2 separate regions of the Ovis aries genome follow, and region 1 is linked to region 2. The links are chromatin contacts, called in public Hi-C maps. All regions are on one chromosome and are shown on one strand. The core of a region is the stretch at or near the end of the contact, and the rest is flanking DNA. Distances in the headings are between cores, read along the strand shown.

Region 1 (6,354 bases), core at 3,692-6,191, 550 kb before region 2:
ACCATGCATATCAGTGTTTTTATGTAAAGCTGAACTTGGTTCTAGGCTTAGATAATTACATACAACTTTGGGTTTTTTTTTTAAGTCTGCATGAATGATTGGTGGGAACATATAGCTCAATGTGGACCTGCTCCTCCCATCTTTGGTCCCTGCCACTGCCAACTGAATGTCAGTAATAGCCACATAGTCATTTAGATACTTTGAGACACCTTCCTGACAAGATTGTCCCCGAACACCCCCTAGGGGGCAGTACCACTACTTTGAAAACCAGTGCCTTGGAGGATTTAGTAGTTATTTTTGCTTTTGTTTTAGTCTAATATACATCAAGCTTCAAAGAAAGGTCCCCAGTAAGACAAGCATCGAGCAGGTCAAAGGCAAGTGTGTTGTATTCACGAGTCTCTGTTTCCTCTGCCCTGCGTTCCACCTTTCAGGAATGCTGAATAGTGACATAAACACTAAATCGTTTGCAGACACTCTGATGGATTAGATGCTCACTTTGTTTTCGTTTTCCTTTTTAGCTTTTATTTTAAATAACTGTTTTATTTAGTACGTTCAAATGAACAAACATATAACTGTTTTATATGGAATAACACTGTTTTCCTCCATCTGAAGACCCTAAGTCCTCGGCTAAGTACTTTGTAATTCCATTGATATCTTTTTATGATTGGCTGGTACTCAGATTCCTTGAGTAGGATCCCTATGATATGAAACCCAGAATATCTCCAAGAGATCATCACTTTATCCCCTTATAGAGATAAGTGAGAGGTACTTTTTGAAGAGTCACTAAATTTTACGGTCACAAGTTTCAAGGAACCAATGCTGTGACGCTTGCCATTTTGATGGACACATTATGGCTTTATCAACTCTGATGAGGAAATGAATCTGCACTGGTTCTCAATAAACCACAACCAAATTCTACTTTCCTTTTGTGTTCATGATTATTTATAAATATTGTTGCAAGTGCTGAAACATCCATAACCTTCTTTTGCCCTTCTGAATATAATACCTAATTAGTCAGCTTCCATGTTGCCAGGTGATGTGAGATGCTGTGGCTCCTAGCCTTCATTCTAACAGGATTGAAATTGCACACATTTATATCATGGCCTTTCCTTTGCAGCTCCTTCAGGCTGTATCCCTGAATTTGCAGGCTAATATTCTGAGGCATGTATTTCTTACAGTCCCTCAATGACAATAGAACCTTCTTACAGTATGCCCACAGTATTATCTACAGTTACTCCTTTTCTTTAATGCAGAGGGATGCATTCTCACTAGATAAGGCTTTAGTTTTAAAAATGTCCAGACGGGATTCCACCAGAGGGCACCATGGTAAACTTCATTTTCACAGGGACCTATAATAGGTCAGATAAGAAAATCTCCAAAACCAAAATGTTGAAACAAATGTAATTAAAGCAGCAGTACCTTGACCAAAACATTGATTCCATTGTGATTCTAAACCCTGTATAGAATGATTCATTTTGCTAAGATTGTGTTCATTTTTCATAGGCATCACTTTGGAAAAAATAGACACAGGCTTTATCAGGCCCAATGTATGAGTTCCACAGATTGTCAAGAAAATGGCAGTTTTCTTAACTGTTGAGGAGTGGGAGCCTCTACTTTTCTAGCTCTAAAAAAGAATGAATGCCTTTCAGCACATGCATCTTAGGAGCAATTTCACATTTTCCTACATGCTACAAAATAGCTGTCTGGTAAAGCTCCAGTTTCAGGATGGATTTCAGTTGTTTACTACTAGAGTAAATTTATAATATCCTTTAAGTCCCAAACCAAACAGGATTCAGCTCACTTTTTCAGAGATCACAGTGTTGAGATTCCACAAAACTTCCCAAAAGATGGCATCTATATTAGTGCTCACACCTCCAGTGGGAGTTAACAAACAACTGAGCACAAAAGGAAACAGGTGTACTGTGCCCATGGCTTCCAGAGTACAAAAGCGATATGGCACACAGGTATGTTAATGTCCTAATCTTCGTTCATTCATTCATCAAACGCTGTCTCCCGTATATCACTGTTGTGGGCTCTAGGAATACAGTGGTGAGGAAAATCAACTTGATCTTTGCCTTAATGGAACTTGGTGACTAGTAGGGTCACCAGCATATAAAAAGAAGTTGATAAGCAAGGAATCAAATAAAAATATCTATAATTTCAGATTAAAAATGACCAGAAGTTAATACCTTTTGGTACTATGACTGAGAATGAAGGAAAACTCTTACTTAGACAGGCTTGTGAGAGAAGCTCTATCTGTGTAGGTTACACGAAATCAGAGAAAGAACCAGCCATTGCTGATACCACAATAGGGAGTGGCAGCATTGAAAGCTCTTCAATAGCTAAAGCCTAGTAGCTAGAGCGGAAAAGGCAATGGCACCCCACTCCAGTACTCTTGCCTGGAAAATCCCATGGACGGAAGAGCCCTGTGGGCTGCAGTCCATGGGGTCGCTAAGAGTCGGACGCGACTGAGCGACTTCACTTTCACTTTTCACTTTCATGCATTAGAGAAGGAAATGGCAACCCACTCCAGTGTTCTTGCCTGGAGAATCCCAGGGACAGTGGGGCCTGGTGGGCTGCCATCTGTGGGGTTGCACAGAGTTGGACACGACTGAAGCGACTTAGCAGCAGCAGCAGCAGCAGCAGCAGTAGCTAAAGGGGTGAGTTTGCAGAGTGTTGCAAAGTAAACTGGGGCCAAATGACACTAAGGATATTGAGTTATATTCTCAGGGCAAACTTTAAGCAAGAAGCAGGCATGACCTAGAGAATGGATTTGAAGAAAAGGGGACACAAATTGGAGAAGAGGAGATATAAGAAATTAGAGAAATCCAGTAAGAAGCTATTGCAGTGGTCCAGGAAGAGAAAATGGTGGTGAGTGTAGAGATGGAGAGAAGGAACCTGATGCAAGATACATTTTGGAAATGGAATCTACATTACAGATAAATTAAGCATAGGGAGAAAGCAAAGACAAAGATGACTTTCAGGTTTTTAGCTTGAGCAACTGGTGAATGCGAATGTTATTAGTATTTACTAGGCTTGAAGGAATAGCTTTCAAAGCCAGGGGGGCGGGGTGGTGTGCTCAATTGCTCAGTCACATCCAACTCTGCACTCTGTCCATGGAATTTTCCAGGCAAGAATATTGGAGTGGGTTGCCATTTCCTACTCCAGGGGAATCTTCCCAACCCAGGGATCAAACCTGCATCTCTTATATCTCCTAGACTGGTAGACAGATTCTTTACCACTGTGCCATGTGGGAAGCCCTTTAAAGCAAGAGGTGGGAGGTAATAGTTACGTACCCAACTCTACATGATAAGTGCAAGAAGACAGTGATACACCCTGAAATAGATTCAGAGCTGCCCTCAGCACACAAGACACAACCCTCACTTGAACCACTATAATCTTCTCTTCCAAATACCTAAGAGATGATCCCCTTCAAGGTCTAAGGTCTTGAAGGGCAGCGACTCCCCCTACTCCCTTTCACCTTTCTACTAATATGCATGCTGATGTGGCTTCTGATTCCTTTTTACATTTAGAGCATTTACTACTCTCTGCCCTGCAGGACAACTTTGAATCATCTCCACAACACCTGTGTGGCATCAAAAGTGTTGGATTTGTGACCAGAAAACCTTCACTATTTTTCTGATTAGCTGAATGACCTGGGGGATGCTACTTCGCTTCTGGGAGCCCTGTAGGTCTTTGAAAAGACAATATTAATGATTACACATAAAAGCACTTTGTAAACTTGTAAGCACTATCATAAATAAGTGTTGTTATTCTTTTTCTCATTTTGGTCTTAGTCATCACCTCTGCTACAAATAATCTGCCATTCATTTTTCCCTGTTGTCTTCCCTTTCTCCTTGCTTGTTTCTTCTGTCTCTTGTCCCTTCTGCCACATAAATTTGCTTTCCTGAAAAAGACTGGTTATTTGGAGACATCATCACCAGCCAATCATAGCTCACCATTCCTTCTAGCTGGTAAGCCAATCAGATGTAACCTCCAGGTCTCTTTTCAGTGTTGCTAGGGCTTCAGGTCTACTTCTGAAAGCTGACTTGCTTGCTTTCTACTGATTCTTATTCTCTCTCTTTCTCTTTCTTCCTCTCCCTCTCCTTTACCCTTCCTCCCCCTCCCTCCTCCTGGCCTTCCTCTGCATCCCTCTCCCCACTCCCTGTTCAGAGTTTGGAGCAATTCCAAATACTTAAGCCTCCCGGAAGTTTGGGTTATGGATAAGCAAGATTTGACTGTATTTTTTCCCTTGAGAAATAGAGAACAACCATTCCATGTTCAATATTATAGCAAGTATTTTAGCAGCTTAATGTCCCTTGGCTGCATACAATTTAGTTTTGTTTGTGGGGTTTTTGGTGTACAAATCAATTTTAATTCAGGTAGATTAGAGCATAAACTGGCATTAAATTTGGAAATGAAACATCATACCTCTTGAACCTCATTGGGCTTCACAAAATGCATTCAGAATATTTTAAAGCTCTTCTCCAGTTTTTAACTGATGACAGAAGATGATAAACACATTGTGCTTATCATGCTCCTGTTTCTTCAAGTGTCAGTGCTGGGGTTGTTGAAGAAAACCACTGTGGACAGCAGTAATTTGGGAACTAATACCTAATGGCTAAGTGGGTGTTCTCTCACTCACTTCCTGTTTATCTTTGGAAGCTAATTAACATGGGAATAATAGCTAGAAACCCTGCCTTTTTAGAGGACCCGCCGGTCCATCTTTAAATGCGTATAGCTGGGATGTTAAGAAGATTCCCTTAACACAGAACAGCTCTGCTTTCTAAAACCATAAAGGCGTTTGATAAGGAAAAATAACTAACAAGTGATGTCTTTCTCATAACCTTTGCTACCTACTTAAAAACTGACACAGTACAAGAATTTGCAGCTTAAAATGACCAGAGAAGTGGCAGAGAGCCAGAATTCTGTCAGAGATGGCTTAGAAAAGCTTAATGATTAACAAATGGGTCACTGCCTTCAGGCTCTGACCTTTAGAACTAACCAGTTTTAGCCTTTTGGTTCGGTTTCTTCAAATCATTCTGTATCAAGGCAAAAACATTCCCTAATGGCATAGAACCACCCATCCAAAAAGGAATTCTTAGGCAGCCCACATGTTTGGTGAGTAGCTCTTCTGATAGCAAGTAGTTGGTCCTGAGCACAGCATTAACAACTGGTAAAACGTATTTTTGGTTAGAGTTTAGGGAAGGCCCTAAGCACTACCACATATCCTGCAGGTGAAATGTACGAAATTCGGTTAACATGGTAACGGCTCTAAAAATACCTAGGCTACAGTTTAACCACAGAGTTTCCTCCTTAACGTAAAAGAGCCACCGTCAGGAGCTGTTCGAAAGTGCAACAAAAGCAATCTCTGTCGGACTTTGTGCAAGCAGGCTATTAAATCAGGCCTGGCAATGACAATCTGCAGCCACCCTGCATCAAAGTAATAATTACGGTTTTGCAGACCAGGACAGCCAAGCACAACCCAGCTCAGAAAAAAAAATGTTAAACTGATAAGCCTTTTCTTTTCCTCCTCCAACCCATTTTTTCTCTCCCTCACCCCACCCCCACCTCCAGGTGGACTAAGCAGGGCGTGGCATGGGTGCAGAGACAAAGAGTCACCACACTGTAACCACAGGGCCCCACCCGGAGGGAAGCCTGGGGCAGAGGGACCCAAGGGACAAGGGGCTGAGTGCCCTGGTTTTCCCAGCAGCCTCTGCACCAGGCTCCCACAGAGGGTACACAGGAGGCAGAATCCCTCACATCGGGCAAGGTTCCCATCTGGGCCCTTTGCTTGGCAAAGACAGAGAGGGTGGGATCAACCTTTTCCTTGAAACTTTTGCAGTTTGAATTGGAAACACAGTTGTTGTTCAGTTGCTCAGTTATGTCCAACTCTTTGTGACCCCATGGACTGCAGCACACCAGGCTTCCCTGTTCTTCACTATCTCCTGGAGTTTGCTCAGATTCATGTCAGTTGAGTTGATGATTCCATGTAACCATCTTATCCTCTGCTGCCCTCTTCTTTTGCCTTCAGTCTTTCCCAGCATCAGGTCTTTTCCTATGAGTCAGCTCTTCACATCAGATGACCAAAGTATTCGGGTTTCAGCTTCAGCTTTAGTCTTTCCAATGAATATTCAGGAAACACAGTAGGCTCTTTTGAATTCTGAAGGTGGTTGGCTGTGCAGGGTAAGAGGTTTCTTACCTAATTCAGTCATGTCCAGCCTGCCAGATTTTGTAAATAAGAATACCTGGCACCCAGTTACATTTGAATTTTAGATAAACGATGAATAATTTATTTAGCGTAAGTATGACTCATGCAATACTTGGGATATACCTATGCTTAAAAAAAATAGT
Region 2 (6,649 bases), core at 993-3,492:
ATAAAAAAGCAAATTTAACAAAATCTAGTCAGCGTCTTTGAGAAGTATCAAAGACTATTGATTTCAAACTGCTAAACTTCTAAACGCGGTTCAAAGTTGTAATTAACTTAGTTTTAACACATAAACCTACTTTTGCCTTCAAATGAGCACCATATATGCTAAAATGATTCTCTCTAAAGTTATGCAAATCAGTTCACAACTCACATTTTAAAAGAATCTATCAATGCAACCCAGGAAACTAAAAACAATCACTGCATGATTCTGATGCAATAAGCCGTACGTGCAACACTAATTTTCCTTTTAATCTGATCTATACCCTTGATCTAGGGCCTAAAGCCAAGATTTAATCGAAATATGCTCAAGCTCAAAGCACCTACTTTTCTGTTCATTTAGTAGACCGGATTACCGAGCTCACTAATCCACTAACAGTGTACTGGATTCTGCGGACAATAGCCCTTAGAAAGAGACCCATCGGTGCCTTGTCACTTGCAACCAGGCAAGAGTTCCGTCTAGCCGAACACACCCTAGGCGGAATGCATTCAAAAGAGACACAAAATACACATCTAGAAACCCGACCGGGGTTAAATGTCACCCGCACTATGGACATTTTTTCGCATCCGTCTATTCCCACGTTATCAGAGAGAGTGACAGAAAGGCAAAGAGGAGCAGCAGCCACAGAAATGGATACAGGTCAAGTCTAAGTCGAATCCATCCTCTTGATATCTCCTTTTGTTTCTGCTAACGATCTCTTTGATGATGGCTGTCATGTCTGGGAGCCTGTGGCTGAAGAAAAAGGAGGAGAGAGATGGCAGAAGCTGCTGGTGGCGGGGCTTCTTCTGCAGGATGGAAATGGCTCTGGACTTGGCGGTGGCTGATGCCCCTCGCTCTGCTGCCGCTTGGCTCTGGACCGCAGCCGGGTAATGGCTGCTGCGGCGGCTGCTGGATGGTTGCAGCGACTGGGCCTGCTTCTCCTCAGCAGCCAGGGGTCTGGCAGCGGCGGCAGCGGAATGGGGAGAAGAATAATCCTCGGAACGGCTGCCTCCTCCGGCGGCCTCCGGAGCCCGGGCCAGGGGGGGTGCGGCGGCGGCGGAGGGGAGGTTTAAAACCGGCCCGGGTCCCTGGATGTGCCGCCGCCGCCGCCGCCGTGTTGGAGGCAGTAGAAGGGGAGAGACCAACTCTCCGGCGTTCCCAGCCCTGGAAATGGTGACAGGCGACTCCGACCCCCTCCCCGGAGCTGCGGCCGCCGCCGCCGCCGCTTCTCCCCCCCGCTCCAGGAGCGGGAGGTGCCGCCGCCGCGCCTCAGCCGGCTCCCGCCCGAGCCCACGGCTTCCACCTTCCCTTTCAGGAGAAGCCGAGAAAGAGGCTGCACGGTTAGAAAAGACGAAGAGGGGGCGAGAAACGCCGCCGCTGCCGCCGCCGCCGGCCGGCCGGCTCCCCGAGGGCGCTGCCCCCGCGGCTGCTCACAGGCGCTGAGAGGGGCTCTGGGCTGCGGCCGCCGCCGTCTCTCATCTCCCTCGCCTGAGCCCGGCCTCGCCTCGCAGCGGCTCAACTCTCAAACTTCCATCATGGCTGCAGCTTCCGAGAGGAGAGATCTGAGCGCAGCCGCGTCCCGGCGCCCGAGCGCGTATCCTGCCGCAGTGCACAAAGAGTCCCGCCACATCACCGCCCGCCGGCCTGCCCGCCCCCTCCGCCGCCGCCGCGCCGGGAGTCCGGGCGCCTCGGGAGCCCGAGGGGAGGAGGGAGGCGTACCCGACCGCGCCAAGGGAGGGAAGGGCAGGGCCGAGACTGTAGGGAGGCGGCAGAAGGTGCAGCTCCGGGTCCCCAACCTGCAGGCGCACTGAGCATGCCCAGTATGACTGCCTAGTGCTAGATCGGGCTTGTTGCGAGGCGCCCGCCTGTAACTGCACTTGCCGCGGCTTCTTCTGCAGCAACGCAGGGTGGGGGGAACGAGCTGAGCCACGGCCGGTGCCCAGCCGGAGGCAGGGTAAACTATTGCGAAGGTGGGCAGGCGGGGGCGGGCAGCGGGGGGAGGGAAGGAGCGCGGTGAAGGTTGAAGCAGGTTTATTCATCTGTCTCACTGACTTGAGGGTGAGACTACCTGCGCACAGGTGGAAAAGACCAGGTGACCGCGCTGGTCAGTGTTCAGGGAAACGCAGGGACAGCCCGTGCAGCGAGGACACCCTTCCCCCCACGCCCAGACTTCCCCGGCACGGCCGGCAGCCTTCCTCTGCTTTTGTACCGATGTCGGATCATAAGCGTTCGCGGGGATTTGACTGCAGGAGCCTCCGCCGAGAAGTCCCACCTCTCCACCCATCCCCGCCCGTGTCCTCAAGGTGTCAGTCTTAGTACAAAGAACAACCCCCTATTGTGTCTCCAGTGTGTATCACCTCACCCGGCTCCCTCTCACCGCCCCACCTCCCGCTCCCCCGGCTACTCGATTCATTTGCCCTAAAAATGAAAGCTCCTAGCAGAGCGCGCTGAGTGTGAGCACATCGCCCCTGAATTTCTAGATCCCCAAAGGCAACTGTCCAGGTGGGCTGAAAGCGGATCCCCAAAGAGGGAATGCGCCCTGCATTCCCCCTGGAGAGCCGAGAATCTCTCCCCTGGGGTTTCCAGCTGAGTTCACCACTCCAATTCAAGCTCGATCCTTAGAGGCTCCTCGACCCGCCCCTTTTGGACCGCTGTGAAAACCTCGCTGGGTGAATCGCCCCGGAGCCAGGTTCTGCGCTCCCCCTAGCTGGGGAGTGCGCGCCGCAGACCCCTGTTGCAGCGCGGGAGGGCGAAGTACGTGATTGTAGGAAGCTGCAGCCCCTGTGAGTGGGCGGAGCCGAGGAGGGTTCAAAAGGAGGTGGAGGGATACGCGGGCCACAGTCGGAACTACTTTCAGGAGGAGGTCACGTGTACTTCTAGTTGGGGAACTTTCCAAATTCCCACTCCCATATGATAGCTGTAGAGGCAAATGCTTCGCTTCCTTTGCCCAGAGTGCTCCCGCCTTGCACCGGCAGCGGGACCCCAAAGCCTCCTGGGTCTCGGTGGAAGAACAGGCTCAGACGAGCCTCCTACTGGAGCGCTGTCGGGGCTGGCGCCGGAGGAGCTGGTTACACAAGCACCCACATCCAAGCACGTGCCCCCGCCTTCCCTCACCTTGGCTGCTGCCGCTGATTCTTACAGATCTCGGAGCGAGGGTTCCCAAGCTGGTCGCACCCTTTGCCCGCTACCCACAGAGCAAGCTAGAGGACCGAAACCTGAGACTCCGAGCTCTGGAATCACTGGCTCTGCCTTCCCAACCGTGGGAGAAGGGACTAGATTTCAGGGGTCTGTCGCATCTTTCTCGCTAGCGCCCTGCCCCTTAGGGCGTAACTTTTCTGGTGCTGTACTCGCGGGGCAAAAGGGTATCTCCTGCAGCAGCCCGCTGCGTGAATTCAACGACGTTGCGACAAACTTTCAGTCAATACTTTCGGGCTGATGAGCGCGCCCCACCTACTGTAGACTCAGCCAAGTGACTTATCTGGTCGGAGAACCTAGTCCATGGCCTTCAGCCCAGAACAACCTTGTCAAGTCTGCTTACAGTTTGGATTGGTTGACCTAAACCGCGAAAGAGCTGGTTCAGAAACGCTGAGAACTAGAGTGCATTTACCCCAACATTGATCGGCCTGTAAAATGAGTTGTCCACCGTCTGCTTGGAGAGAAAGAGGGCATCAATACCAACCTAGGAATTCTTTCTTTCCCCTGGGAAGTAAAACTTAAGGAGAATTTGAGTCCAAAAGAATTTAAGCTGATACCCAGGTTGAGGCACTGGTAGTTTTTTTAGATCTTGAGAATGGGATCAGCTTGCATGTGTACTGCAGTAATTGTGAATATGTGGCTAGGGAAGGTCTAAAGAGAATTTACTCAGTGTATGACAAAGAAAGTGACACATGAGCACATCATAGTTGCAGGCAGCCCCTGAAGACTAGAAACCTCAAGAGAGCTTGCTTAGACGCCACAGACCATTACCTAACTCCAGCACTACTAATTAAACCAGGGATATTTACACTGCTCTTAACAGATCTCTGAGGCTTCATGAAACTTTGAATTTATATGCAACATCCTTCTAAGATAGCCCTACAGGAGTTGCTGTTACTGCTGCTAAGTCACTTCAGTCGTGTCCGACTCTGTGCGACCCCATAGACGGCAGCCCACCAGGCTCCGCTGTCCCTCAGATAGCCACCTGCTGAATCTTCAGTGTTGATATTTATTGAAGCCTGGTTTTGTGCATGGTCCTGGTCAGCTTGGGGGAAGGAGGGGCCACAAGTGAAAAAAGAAATGGAGAGCAACCTAGGAAGAACAGGAGAAAGGCCTCCATTTGGTTTCCAAAGATGAAAGCCCTGTCCACACAGCCTAATGTAAACCAGAGATTTCTCTATTTTATAAATAAAAACAAGAAGTCCGTGATTTTTAGATGTTCCACTAGATTGCATGGCAAGATCCTGAGAGTGGCATTCAATTGATTATCAACTACTGCTTGATGAGGAAAGGGAAAATGAAGATAAAGTTAAATGAAGGCAAGTGATTATAGAGGGGTACAGTGTCCCATGTTTATTTTTCCAGTTTCTGATCTTGTCTCCAGAGTTCAGTTATTAGCACTGCTCTTCCTTACCCACTCCCTATGTGAAGATGAGTCTCACAGCATCTGAGAAGTCCTGAAATCCACTCCCTGGGAAGAAAGTGGATTCAGTCCTGCCCTGTTGGGTGTTAGGTATGAGGAAAGAATCCTTTTCCTTGCTGTGGCACAGAGCTATTCTGGAGCAGAGAGGGTGTACATCACCAGCACTAATGTGCTGGAATATGAGACTGGCCCACAAGCACTTCTATCTGCTGAAGGAAGAAACTGGAAAATGAGTTTTGCTGCTACTCTAAACATCAGGTCCCTCTACTCATCTTCATGGTGAGTTTAAGGACCACCAACGTTGGCAGATATTTGACCAACCTGATGGCAATATCAGGTGGTTATTAGAAGCTGCTGAGTAAAAATTTCTTACCTTTCCCAGTGTTAAGTGTGTTCCTGGAGGAAATCCTTTTTTGTTTGTTTGTTTTTCTTCACTCTGTCCTGCTATCCCCAGAGATCTCCTTACCCAGGTGGTGGAGCTGAAACCTCTAAATAGGTGACCCTATCTAATATACAGAAAGTGTTATTTTTTTTTTTTAATTTCAAGTTCAACTGCCAAGTATCTCTTTGGCTGTACAGGTATTACAATACATTGGTTTCTAAACACTTCAGTTCTACCTGATTGGATTCAGATTGCCCTGTGAGAAATAGAAGCTTGTAACAAAAGGAGAATTCTATAAAGCTTCAGGGAAAGTAACCATATAGAATAATTAGTGAACATGATAAACTAGCTTTAATTATAGTTTCTAACAGCTGATTCCAAAACTGTATTGTTACTGCATCCAGAGAATATCTAAAGAAAGTTCCTTTCTTATTTTCTTTGATAAGTGAAATGACCAACAACTTGATGGGGATGATATAAATAGTTGATGTGCTCTTTGTAGGTCCTACTGCTAAAATGTCTTTTGTAGAACACTGATTGCTATAGTGCCTTTCTCATCTCCCACACAATGACCTTTCAAATAGAGATCTAAATCAATGGCTTTAATTTTTAAGCAATCTTCTCTATTTTTATCTGCTTAACCACTGTTTTCTAACTGCTGCTGCTGCTGCTGCTGCTGCTGCTGCTAAGTCACTTCAGTCGTGTCCAACTCTGTGCTACCCCAGAGATGGCAGCCCACCAGGCTCCCCCATCCCTGGGATTCTCCAGGCAAGAACACTGGAGTGGGTTACCATTTCCTTCTCCAATGCATAAAAGTGAAAACTGAAAGTGAAGTCGCTCAGTCGTGTCTGACTCTTAGCAACCCCATGGACCGCAGCCTACCAGGCTCCTCCATCCATGGGATTTTTCCAGGCAAGAGTACTGGAGTGGGGTGCCATCGCCTTCTCTGTTTTCTAACTAATACAAGACTAAAACATATACAATAATTATAGATTTTCATTTAAACCATCCCATTCTTCCAACGGTCTGAAGACTTTTCCCTTATTTCATTTATCCTAATTACAAATATTCCTATTGTTTTAAAAAAGATATTTTGCTTACCACATTTCTCCAGAAGGTATCAGTATGAATCATACAAGCAACCACATCCTAAAAGAAAATTCTCCACTCTCTCTACAAGTTCTTCATGCCCCAGTCTTCTGGAACTATTTCAGATGGCACTCGTGTCTCTTTCACATCTCAGTAGAGAGAGGAGCTGTATGAAATTATCACTCTCAGAGAAATAAGGGTTGGGCTGGGTGCTTCTTGGAGAACTATAGGGGAGACTAGGCACTCACTGTGAACAAGTAACATTTAGAAATTGTGATTTGGACTAGAGAGTGATTGAAAGGAAAGACATAACATCACAAGACAGCTTTGACTGTTTTAGTCTCTTTATCTGACACCGGCTATGCGACATTCCATTTTGGTGCCCTTAATACTAACACTAGCCCTATGGAACACATTTTTGTCTTTCAGCTCTTCCAGTAATAGAAAAAGATAATAGCTTTTATGTTACCAGTAGATATTTGGGCATTTACCAAGTGCTTCAGAGAGTAGCCCTCATTTGTCTAAGTATA

Evidence for each region. A called contact is a pair of places that touch in the nucleus more often than the background predicts.
Region 1: a Hi-C map of liver shows a contact between it and region 2, with 9 times the contacts expected there. The contact joins the enhancer-like site here to the promoter of KLLN in region 2. A contact is called at or near these places in 14 of 16 Hi-C or Micro-C datasets (blood, hypothalamus, liver and 6 more).

Annotation. Positions count from the first base shown.
Region 1 is chr22:9,790,083-9,796,436 of ARS-UI_Ramb_v3.0, reverse strand. All of the region lies in intron 5 of RNLS (renalase, FAD dependent amine oxidase), which reads left to right. Among named protein-coding and RNA genes, the nearest start is that of TRNAG-UCC, 27 kb to the left of the region's middle. Within about 2 kb of position 4,941, at least 23 of the 54 cell types and tissues checked have an H3K27ac peak or open chromatin away from gene starts, as enhancers often do. A contact at or near this core is called in liver, where this site is marked.
Region 2 is chr22:9,236,980-9,243,628 of ARS-UI_Ramb_v3.0, reverse strand. KLLN (killin, p53 regulated DNA replication inhibitor) reads left to right here and starts at 2,242. Exons shown (of 2, transcript XM_027960657.2): 1 at 2,242-2,322; 2 at 2,799-3,745. The coding sequence starts at 2,242. The coding sequence ends at 3,338. PTEN (phosphatase and tensin homolog) reads right to left here and starts at 1,594. Exons shown (of 9, transcript XM_027960248.3): 1 at 689-1,594. The coding sequence starts at 767.